Regions from separate parts of the Sus scrofa genome. Here all the other regions are linked to region 1. The links are chromatin contacts, called in public Hi-C and HiChIP or PLAC-seq maps. All regions are on one chromosome and are shown on one strand. The core of a region is the stretch at or near the end of the contact, and the rest is flanking DNA. Distances in the headings are between cores, read along the strand shown. Region 1 holds the start of TBC1D2 (TBC1 domain family member 2A). Region 2 overlaps TRIM14 (tripartite motif-containing protein 14). Region 3 holds the start of NANS (N-acetylneuraminate synthase). Region 4 holds the start of ANP32B (acidic leucine-rich nuclear phosphoprotein 32 family member B).

Region 1 (2,700 bases), core at 85-2,584:
CCACTTCTGAGGAGGCAGAAGCAAAAGCAGGGCACTGTGCATGCACTCTGCACACAGCACCACCAAGGGGGCAGACCACCAGATCCCTAGACTCACCCTTATCCCCACCACCTCCTCAGGGAGCAAGCAAGGGCAGCTGTTACTTGTTTTCCTACCTCCTGCTGCAGTACCGGTGCCAATAAAGCCTTGACTAAATTTGTCTGGCCTCTCATCAATTTGTATTAACGAGGTCAAAAACCCTTGTCAGTAACAGAAGGGTACACCTGAACTAAATTTGGACTTTTATTTCTTTCATTCCCCCGTTTGCCTAACAATAGTATAATTAATCTATCATCGGTTTGGAGAATGTTATTTCTCTATTATCATATTAAGAGACATTTTTAGATATGCTATGGACTTACAAAATATTATTATAATTTCTGCAGTGAACCTGTGTTAAGTTAATTTTAAGAAAAGACAACCTCAGACCTTGAGTATAATTTGCCCGGAACAAAACAAGGAAGATTTTGTTAAGGATGGCAAAGAGAGAGAAGCTAAAGAAAGAGGGGCTAAGAAAGGGCTAGTGAAGAACCGTGAAGCTCCTCAAGAGGTGGTAGGAAATGGGCTCCATAGCCCAAGCGGAGGGAAGCGCCTAAAGGAGTAAAGGGGGGAAACTTAAGGACAAGAGGCAGACAGACTGAGGACAGAAGTTGAGAAAGTTAGTAAAGACACATTTGATTCCACAATTTACTGTGCCCAAACCCGTCCCAAGCACTGGGTTCCAGCAAGGGCAGAAGCCGGGCCGGGCGCCCATATAACTCGAGTAGCTCAGGAAAGAGGCGAGCGGGAACTGGGACCGAGGAAGGAGAGGCCGCCACGGTCAGGGGAGAACCACAGGGTCGCTTAACTGCTGACGGGTATATAGGCCACCAGCAGAGCCCTCTAAGCACGCGCGCTTTGAGCGGCGCCGGAAATGTCGCCACGCAGCCGGGTGTCCCCTTCAGCCAATGGACGCGCCGTGCGCCCCGCAACGGGGACCTGCGCGGCACCTGGGGAGAAAAGGCGGGAGGCCCGTAAAGCTGGAGAAGGGACTGTCCCTCTACGTTATTACGCGTGTTACCAGAACAAGGTATTTGTGGAGGGCGTCTCCTCCAGCCTCTCTTCCGCTGGTTAACCAAATTCAGGGACACCACGCCTTCAATCCGAGGACCGCCCCACGCTCGCGGCTGCCCTCAGTAAATATGGCGGAGAGGAGCGAAGAAAAGTCGGAAGTTAGCAGTGTGGGAGGAGCCGGCAGGGGGCGTGTCGAGGCCTGTCCTAGATACGGAGGGGTCCGGATGGGCGTGGCCACCCTCAGGTACTGGGTTTTAGATCAATGAAGTGCACGCAACGCAGGGAGCTGCGTCCCTCCGTCGTCTCTTGGAGGCGGGTCACTAAAGGCCCCGCCCTCGTCCAGTTATCTCCGTCTTGAAGGTATCCCCTGAATCTCCGAGATTTGGCCGGAGTTGGGCAGTGGACATCCAGCTCCTCCGCAGTCCCTAGTGGCGATGGAGGACGCCCAGGAGAACCCCGCGGAGTCTAGCTCCTCTGCCCCCGTGTCCGAAGAGCCTGCCAGCTTGGCCAGGGGCTCCCAGGTGTTGCCTCCAGAGGAATCGACGGTCTGCACCCGACCTCTGGAGGCGGCCCCCAAGAAACTTTGTGGATATTTAAGCAAGTTGGGAGGCAAAAGGCCCATCCGGGGTTGGAAATCCCGCTGGTTTTTCTACGACGAGAGAAAATGTCACCTGTATTATTCGCGGACCGCACAGGATGCAAACCCCTTGGACAGCATCGACCTCTCCTGTGCGGTATTTGACTGCAAGGCGGACGCCGAGGAGGGGACTTTCGAAATCAAGACCCCCAGCCGGACTATTACCTTGAAGGTAAATGATGCAATTTTCTCCTTTTCAGCACAGCGGGGTGCAAGTGAGTGGTCACAATAAACTTACTGTAACTATAATCACCGACCCCAAACACCCCTGTGAACCCTGGGTTCACAGGGTCTTGTGCTTTACAAAGGGCATTCACACTCATTTCCTCATTGTGTTCCCATAACAAAGGCCCACATGATATACGCATATTACGGATCAAGTAATTGAGTCATAGGAGTTCCCGTTGTGGCGCAGTGGTTAACAAATCCGACTGGGAACCATGAGGTTGCGGGTTCAATCCTTGGCCTTGCTCAGGGGGTTGAGGATCCAGCGTTGCGTGAGCTGTGGTGTAGGTCGCAGACGCGGCTCGGATCCGGCGTTGCTGTGCCTCTGGTGTAGGCGGGTGGCTACAGCTCCTTATTAGACCCCTATCCTGGGGACCTCCATATGCCGCGGGAGCGGCCCTAGAAAAGGCAAAAAGACAAAAAAAAAAAAAAAAAAAAAAAAAAATTGAGTCATAAAGAGATGAAGTGACTGGTCCAAGGTCACACAACTAAAAAGTGGTGTAGCCCACACTTGGAATCCCGTGGGTTTTCTACCTCTCAGCACTTGATCAAAACTTTTACTTTTGGGTGTGGCTAATAATGCAGTTGCCTTAACTTTTTTACTTCGGGTTGAAGTATAATCAAGATATGAGCTTTGCTGCCCTCTCTCAAGGCATGACTTCTGAATCACGTTTCTTTTTATTTCTTAACTTTTAAAAAAGTTTTCTTTTTAATTTTAATGCCCCCCCCCCCACATATGGAAGTTC
Region 2 (2,700 bases), core at 41-2,540, 130 kb after region 1:
ATCTAACAAGAGATGTACAAAAACTCTCTACAGAAAACTCCAGTGTTGTCAAGAAGATCATCTGGGAGTCTCTATTAAAGCTGAACATCCATATGCCTTAAGACCTAGACTTTTCTTTAATTGCATGTCTACATATGTGTATAATGCAACAAGAACTGTTATTGGGAGTTTAAATCATTGCCACTGTTATGGAAGACAATTCAGCAATATTTACCAGAGGCCTTAAAAACACAACCATCCCAACTGACTCTGTAGCGGCCAGCCTATGCCACAGTCACATGGGATTCAAGCTGAGGCTGTGACCTGCACCACAGTGAAGCCAGGGATGGACCCGAGTCCTCATGGACACTAGTTGGGTTTGTTACTGCTGAGCCATGACAGGAGCTCCCCAGCAATTCATCATTTAGGAACATATCCTACATAAATAATGAGATACATAAAGATGCATTCGTATTAGTGTTCTCAAAAGCTTTTTTGAAGGCCTAAATATTTTCTAAAGGTGGGAGAGGGGCTGGGTTAAATTATAGTTCATCTGTACATCAAAATCTTTTCTTTTTTTTTTTTTTTTGTTGTTGTTGTTGCTATTTCTTGGGCCGCTCCCGAGGCATATGGAGGTTCCCAGGCCAGGGGTCGAATCGGAGCTGTAGCCACCGGCCTACGCCAGAGCCACAGCAACGCGGGATCTGAGCCGCGTCTGCAACCTACACCACAGCTCACGGCAACGCCGGATCTTTAACCCACTGAGCAAGGCCAGGGACCCAACCCGCAACCTCATGGTTCCTAGTCGGATTCGTTAACCACTGCGCCACCACGGGAACTCCTGTACATCAAAATCTTAAGGTCACCATTAAAATGTTTTTATAAAAGAATATTTGATGTGGTAAAGTGTTCATAAATACATCAGTAAATTTAAAAAGCAGATTACCCAACAGCCTGTATGGTATGATACCAATGTTAAGGAAAACTATTAAAGGGCAAGTAAAAAAAAAAAAAAAAGGGAAGGATATTACAATCAGGTGTAAAGGGTGATAGGATTTTTTAAATTCAATTTTTAGAAACTGGCAACAAATTCTATGGTGCAAAATTCAAGCGGCACAACGCGTGTGCAGTCAAATGTTCTCTCCTTCCCGTGTAGCCGCAGTTCAGAGGCAATCGGGGTTAAAAGGGTGGCTTTCCACCTTTCCACGGGAGACTTCCGTGTTTTCCAGTTTTCTACCGCGAACCTGTGCTGGGCTAGCAGGGTCTGTCTCCAGGGGGGGCGGGGCGTGGATACGGCCCCGCCCACCAGGCGTGGCCCGTTTTCCCCGCCCCTGCAGACGCGCGCACGCCCACGCTGGAGCCGGACACGATGCACGCGCGCCTGCGCCTCTCCGCAGACCGCTTGACCGTGCGCTGCGGTCTCTTCGGCCGCCTGGGGCCTACGCCTACGCTGTGTTTCGACTCGCTGTGGCAAGTGCTGGGCCGCGACTGCTTCGCCGCCGGCCGCCACTACTGGGAAGTGGATGTACAGGAGGCGGGCATCGGCTGGTGGGTGGGCGCGGCCTACGGCTCCCTGCGGCGCCGCGGGGCCTCGGCTGCTGCCCGCCTGGGCTGCAACCGCCAGTCCTGGTGCCTCAAACGCTATGACCTTGAGTACTGGGCCTTCCATGACGGGCAGCGCAGCCGCCTGCGGCTCCGCGACGATCCCGACAGGCTCGGCGTCTTCCTGGACTACGAGGCCGGCGTCCTCGCTTTCTACGACGTGTCGGGCGGCATGAGCCACCTGCACACCTTCCGTGCTGCTTTCCAGGAGCCGCTCTACCCGGCCCTGCGGCTCTGGGAAGGGGCCATCAGCATCCCCCGACTGCCCTAATGGCCCAGACCTGCGTGACCTGCGTGCCTGCCTCTCCGAGGCTCTGGTCTCACCGGATCCAGACGTGGCTAGTCTACTTCCTCTCTATGCATTCCACTCCCCCACCAGTCATGGCCTGTGCTTTGAACAGTTCCTCTCCAAGATGGGTTAGTTTCAAACAAGCCCTAAACACATGTCCTCTGCTGCTGCTCTCTCACCCAACCTCCCCTGGTCGTATAACCAGGGCACTTATACTACACTGCTTTTAGTCCAGGTTCCCGAAGGGACACACCCATAGTTGAGACCTAATCATCCTGACCATGTCAGAATACATTATGCTCAGCCCCAGATCATTCTCCCCCCTACAGCACCCAGAACGCCTGGCACATGGTAGGCACACAATAAATGTGTGAATGAATGAGAGTCGCTAAGACTCTTCTATCCCTTAACCTCAGTTGGATCGGCTTCCTCCTCTTTATTCTACTTCAGCCTGTCCATGTCACCTCCCTTAGGAGCAGCTGCAAGGGCTTAACACCTGGAGGTCTGAACCCCTTTCCCTGTGCATCCTCCACCCTACAGCCTGAGTGACTTGCCTGAAACCTCACTTAACCTCTTAGAACTATCAAAAGATTCCCAAGATCTATAGGGGAGAAAAAAAGCACTTTACCTTAGCATTCAAGGCTTTTCTAGTCCGCCCCAAACTACTTATCCTCACCTAGCTCCGACTGCTCTTCTCAGAGACCCTCCAGTCAGAACTGTGTGTCACACAGTTCCACCTCTACACCCTTGCCGTCACACAAACATAGAGGAAAGCCTTTTCTTCCTTTTGCCTGTCTTCCCTGGGCTTAAGTGCCCCAAGACTTCTCCCC
Region 3 (2,700 bases), core at 101-2,600, 170 kb after region 1:
GGCCGGCAGCTACAGCTCCGATTTGACCCCTAGCCTGGGAAATTCCACATGCTGCAGCTGTGGCCCTTAAAAAGAAAAAAGAGGAGTTCCCGTCGTGGCGCAGTGGTTAACGAATCCGACTAGGAACCATGAGGTTGCGGGTTCCGTCCCTGCCCTTGCTCAGTGGGTTAACGATCCGGCGTTGCCGTGAGCTGTGGTGTAGGTTGCAGACGCGGCTCGGATCCCGAGTTGCTGTGGCTCTGGCATAGGCCGGTGGCTACAGCTCCGATTCAACCCCTAGCCTGGGAACCTCCACATGCCGCAGAAGCGGCCCAAAGAAATAGCAAAAAGACCAAAAAAAAAAAAAAAAAAAAAAAAAAAAAGAAAGATGGAGTGAGCCACCTCTAAATCAAGGAATCACAGCACAGACCTCATACTGGGGCTGGGGTCACAACAAACAACATGACAACACCCCCCTCCCCCGCCCCGTCCCTCAGAGGGCTCACGGTCCAACAGAGAGAAAAGTTTGAATAGACAAGAACAGGCAAATCAACGGGAACAATCACAGGAGACCAGCTTTATGGGGGGAGGGGGGTTGGACAGAAAGGATCCAAGAGAAGGGGGAGCATGAATGTTTATTAACATCTTATCACTAATAGCTAGCATTCATTGAGTCCTATTTGCCAAGTACTGTGCTAAGAGATTTTCATGAGTTATCTCACTTGAGCCTCCCAATTCTACGAGGTAAGTATAAGGGATGGCAGGTGAGCAACACTTGCAGCAACTTCCAGGAACTTTCTAAAAGTAATTCACTGTCGCTGAAAGACGTCCGAGGTGAAAAATGATAGGAAAGAAGGGTCCAAGACATTAAGGTCTTGAAGGCTATGTTAAAGGGTTTCAACTCTACCCATGAATAGTGGGTAGCTTCTGAGGGTGTCAGGTGAGGGTACGACCTGATTAAATCTGTTTTTCGGGAAGATTATTCTGCCACCAGAAGAGGGCGAGAGAGGCCAGGTTAGGGGTCAATTGCAGCAATGCAAACAAATCAGGAGGGTAGCAGAAAGATGAAGATTCGAAACATTTGGAAGTCGCCAGGCCGGGTGCAGGGCACCAAGTGGCAGAAAGAAGGAGGACGGTCCCGGGGTCCGCAGCCCCGCCCACCCATGCCCAGGCCACTCTTCCCCAGGCCCCGCCCTCTCTCGGCACCCTGCGCCCTGGTCCTCTAGACGCTCCCCTCACCTTGGCCATACGGATCATGCGCTTGGCCACATCCAGGTCGCCCTGGTGGTTCTGGCCTATCTCCGCAATGATGAAGCATGGGTGCTGCCCGCCCACCCAGCGTCCGGGACACAGCTCCAGCTCCAGCGGCATGGCAGCGGCTTGTGCTCTCGTGCGGCACCACCCGCCTAGTTACCGCCGCCGCCACCTCCCTTCTGTTCAGTCTGCAGCCTAGCTGGGCCCACTCGGAGGCCCCGCCACGTCAGCCAGCGGCCGCCACGCAGCCAATCAACGAGCTCTGCCTCGTTCCCGACAGCCAATCAAGTCAGGGGGCGGAGCCACCCGCTGGGAGAGACGTGCCACAGGAAGAGAAAGCCTAGCGCTGTTCTATTGAGTTCGGCGTGTGACTCATGGGCAGGAGGCGCAATCCCTGACAGCGATGGGGTCCCTGCATGCACCCTTGAGCAAACATTCCTGTAAGGAGGCTGACGGCTGCCTTGGGCGTGGAGAGAGTCCGCCCTACGGTGTAATGGAAAAAAACGGATTCAGGGGTTGGAATTAACAGAGCTGGTTGGAGTCCAGCTCCTGCCACTAACCAACTCTTTATCATGAATACCTAGTCTTTCTGAGCATTATTATTATTATTATTGTTGTCTTTTTAGGGCCGCACCCGCGGCATATGGAGGTTCCCAGGCTAGGGATGAATCAGAGCTATAGCTGCCAGCCTACACCACAGCCACAACAATACCATCCAAGCTGCATCTGCGACCTACACCACAGCTTAAGGCAATGCTGGATCCTTAACCCACTGAGCAAGGACAGGCATCGAACCTGCATCCTCGTGGATACTAGTCGGATTTGTTTATGCTGAGCGGCGACAGGAACTCCCTGAACATTATTTTCCTTTTTCTCTTAAATTGGAAAATTATATAGACCCTACCTTCCAAGTTTGGTCAAGTGATGATGAGATACTGATCACAGTACCTGGCCTGTAGTAAGCTTTCAATAAGTGGTTGCCAGTCCTATTATGTGAGAGGCAGCAAGTCCAAAAAGTTCCATTGACTTGTCCAAAGCCATCCAGAAAACCAGAGTGGAGCTGCGATGAGGACCCTGGACTACCTCCCAGCCTAAGGCCCTTGCAGTGCATTATACTGGGTTGCAGACAAAGTTGAGAAATAACCAGTTTGAAGGAAAAAATAACACTTGATTCCCAGCTCCACTTGCCAGAACTAATGAGCAGAGTAACAATGTTAAAAACGGAGAGGAGGAGGCACTTCTGGGTGGAAGGGCAGAAGGGTAGCTTTGGGACACGTGGGTATAAACATGCAGGTGAAAATGTCCACAAGACAGGTCTGAGGCTTAGAGTAGAGGTCAGGGCTGGAAAGAGTGATCTGGGAGCCATTCAGAGTGAGGAAAGCCCGAGGATAAGTTAGACTCCTGAGGAAAGGGTGCAGAGGGATGAGCAATGGAGGACTGAGCCTTGTGTTGCTGCCATGGAAGGAC
Region 4 (2,700 bases), core at 86-2,585, 210 kb after region 1:
GGGCCAACCTCCCGGGCAGGGGCCCCCGGGCTCCGCCGCCGCGGCGCGGGGGGGAGGGAGAAGCCGCTTACGCCACAACTGCTAGCTCGGGCCGAGCGCGGCCTGCATTTGGAGACCGGGACTGGGGAAGGCCTGGGGGTCGAAAGGGGCGCGAGAGATAGGTAGACAAAGTTTTATTTTTAGGCTTGAAAAATGGCGGGAACCGACTCCTTTTTTCAAACTTGGCCTCGGGAGGGGCGTCGGTTGCGCCACCTCCGCCACCCGGGCTCGCCCCTCCCCAGCTCGCGCGCGCCAGGCCGCGCCCGCCCAAGCCCCCCGGCGCCCGAGGGGGCTTCCTGTCCCCCTTGGAGGCAAAGAACCCTCTGTTCGTCCTTCCGCTCCCGTCCTGGCCGGACCGGCGCCAACCGCGAGACCTGGCTGGAGGAGCCTCCTGCTCCGCCCGAGCCCCCTCCCGGGCCGGCCGGGGGCACGCGGAGGCCGGCCTGGCCCGCAGCGGGCCCAGTCCGGACTGGCAGCGCGGCTCCTCCGTAGGCCCGGCCTCCGCCCGGCCGCGCATCTCGGGAGGCTGCAAACATGGCTCCCAGCGTTACACAACCCCCTCCTCCCTCTCTTGCCGCCGGCCACACGCACACGCGCTCCTTCGGGAAAGGACCCCGGCGGGCGAAGAGCTCAAAGTTTGCTTTCCCCCACCCCACCGCCTTCCCTGGACGGCCGCAGGGGCCCGCGGGCGCCAAAGAGTTAATCCCGCGCGCTCGCTCCCCCCTCCGCGCCCGCCCGCCTGCCCGCCCGCCTTTCCCGTCCGAGCCCGCGAGCTGCGCTCTTGCCCGCGCCGGGGTCGGCGAGCCCGCGTCTGGGACCCCGCAGGTGGCCACCATTACATGCAAGTCATCGGGGGGAGAGGGAGCCCGAAGGGGATTCTGCTTACAGCTGCCGGGGTCCGGTTCCTCAGCTCCAGGTGGATTCTCTTCTTCATGTCCATGTTTCCCTCTTCCCCCCTCTTCAAACTTAACTTTCCGCAACGGGGGCGGAGGGGGGAGAGGCTCCCAGCCTGCGCAGCGAGGGCCGTCGGAAGGGGTCTGCTCGAGGCAGAGGCCGGCGGCGCGGTCCGGGGCGGCTGGCGGCGTGCGGGCAGGAGAGCGGAGCCCCCGGAGCCAAGTTACTCACGGGAGCGGAGAGAAACCATGGAGGGAAAAGGGGGCTGGAGCGCAGCGCTGGTCTCACTACCGCCGCCCCCGGCCGCGGCTCCGCACTGCGCTTAAACCGGCGACGCGGCGCGGGTGGCTGCTCGGCTCGACTCGGCCCCGCGCGGCGCCGCTCGGCTCGGCAGCCGCGGTGCACCAAGGACGGGGCGGGGAGAGGCGCGGCGGGAGGGGCGGAGGCTGGGGGGGAAAAGGCGCAGCCCGGGGGACAGGAGTGGCTTCTTCCCGCCCTCCGGTCGCACGTGGGGTGGCTGATGTAAGACCCACCTCGGGGGCTTCCCCGCCCGTCCCCCAGCTGAGACCTTGGGTCTTTCCTCGACGCGCCTGGAGACAGGTCTCCAGCCCGCGCTTGGAAGTCGGCCGAGCGGGCTGCGGGGAGACTTTGCGGTCGGTCTTGGGAGCTCTCTAAGGCCAAGCCCTCGCGCCGAGCCTCGGCCAGGCCAACCCGACACCGGCGAAGGCGGCAGACTTGAGAGCGCGGGACCGGGGCTTTCGGGGTCACCTCCCGCTCCCCTCCAACTACAGCATGGGGCCAACAGCACGAGACCTGTGTTTCCTTGGCCAAGTGGGGCTGGAAGTGCTGTGAGGACCCCCGTTGGGGGGCAGAATCGCTGCCGGCCCGCGCTGTAGCGCGTGGCACTTGGCGGAGTCGGCCATTGAGACCGATGGGGACGGGGTAGCCCCGGCCGCTTGCTCAAACCGCAGAGATGCGAGCGTTCCAGAGTTCGGGAGAATCTCCCTGGGTTTTCTAACATTAAGTATAGGCTAGTGGAGGCAGTAATTAGCATTTCTAATGGAGCCTCGAAGTTTACCGAGGTTCCTCAAGACTTTTATCTCCTTTATTTTTAAGGGCACCCCTCTGAGGTGTGTGGATTCTTGTTGGTCTCCAATTCGGGGAAGCTTGGCAGGTAGCTTTTGTCATGGGCTGCCTCAAAAAGCTCCCTGAGAGACAGGGTTAGAGCACTAAGTCGGTTTTGCAGACCTCTGGGGAGTAATATGAAGTTACATTCATCTTAAAATAAGTACATAGTCACGTGTCAAATCAGATACCATCTTAATTCTAGTATAGAGAAGAAGCTCCAAGATTGAGAACAATTTAGGAATAGAGAAAAACAACTCTATGGCATTACCATAAGTTTTTCTTAAAGTTAAGACTCCTCTCTTTCACCTAAGTTCATTTAGTGGCAAACAAAACTATATCGATTTTTAAAATATCAGATGCATGAAAATGTCAAAGCAGAAAATTTTCAGGAGGGTTATGGAAAAAGGCAAAAACTTTCTAGTATGTAGTTCCCTTGTATTTTAAATGTTAGTCTTAGCAGACATTTTTGTGATGGGGAAATGGTGAGGGCAGTGCTCTTCAGGATGTCGCACGAGGTCTGTAACTAAGGTTATGAGAACCACAAGACTATGAGATGAAGGCTTTTACGAAAAACTAAACTTAGTTCCATGAGCTAACAAGCAATTCGTGTGCATCCACTTTTAGGGCTTAATATGTTCT

What was found. Hi-C and Micro-C count contacts between places; a contact is called where the count stands out from the background. HiChIP or PLAC-seq counts read pairs in DNA pulled down with a chosen protein or histone mark.
Region 2: a contact with region 1 is called in a Hi-C map of fetal skeletal muscle, with 2.7 times the contacts expected there. The contact joins the enhancer-like site here to the promoter of TBC1D2 in region 1. A contact is called at or near these places in 1 of 5 promoter capture datasets (liver), 22 of 47 Hi-C or Micro-C datasets (alveolar macrophages, blood, embryonic fibroblasts and 13 more) and 2 of 2 datasets of contacts at active chromatin or transcription factors (alveolar macrophages and skeletal muscle).
Region 3: a contact with region 1 is called in an H3K27ac HiChIP or PLAC-seq map of alveolar macrophages. The contact joins the promoter of NANS here to the promoter of TBC1D2 in region 1. A contact is called at or near these places in 8 of 47 Hi-C or Micro-C datasets (alveolar macrophages, blood, embryonic fibroblasts and 3 more) and 1 of 2 datasets of contacts at active chromatin or transcription factors (alveolar macrophages).
Region 4: an H3K27ac HiChIP or PLAC-seq map of alveolar macrophages shows a contact between it and region 1. The contact joins the promoter of ANP32B here to the promoter of TBC1D2 in region 1. A contact is called at or near these places in 1 of 5 promoter capture datasets (liver), 1 of 47 Hi-C or Micro-C datasets (heart right ventricle) and 1 of 2 datasets of contacts at active chromatin or transcription factors (alveolar macrophages).

The regions. Positions count from the first base shown.
Region 1 is chr1:240,048,561-240,051,260 of Sscrofa11.1, reverse strand. TBC1D2 (TBC1 domain family member 2A) reads left to right here and starts at 1,334. Exons shown (of 16, transcript XM_021066519.1): 1 at 1,334-1,901. The coding sequence starts at 1,527.
Region 2 is chr1:239,917,856-239,920,555 of Sscrofa11.1, reverse strand. It overlaps TRIM14 (tripartite motif-containing protein 14), which reads left to right. Exons shown (of 6, transcript XM_003122031.4): 6 at 1,317-2,700. The coding sequence ends at 1,852. Among named protein-coding and RNA genes, the nearest start is that of TRIM14, 26 kb to the left of the region's middle. Within about 2 kb of position 1,290, at least 62 of the 83 cell types and tissues checked have an H3K27ac peak or open chromatin away from gene starts, as enhancers often do. A contact at or near this core is called in alveolar macrophages, embryonic fibroblasts, fetal liver and 7 more, where this site is marked.
Region 3 is chr1:239,880,634-239,883,333 of Sscrofa11.1, reverse strand. NANS (N-acetylneuraminate synthase) reads right to left here and starts at 1,350. Exons shown (of 6, transcript NM_001185139.1): 1 at 1,219-1,350. The coding sequence starts at 1,350.
Region 4 is chr1:239,840,697-239,843,396 of Sscrofa11.1, reverse strand. ANP32B (acidic leucine-rich nuclear phosphoprotein 32 family member B) reads right to left here and starts at 1,335. Exons shown (of 7, transcript XM_021066477.1): 1 at 926-1,335. The coding sequence starts at 979.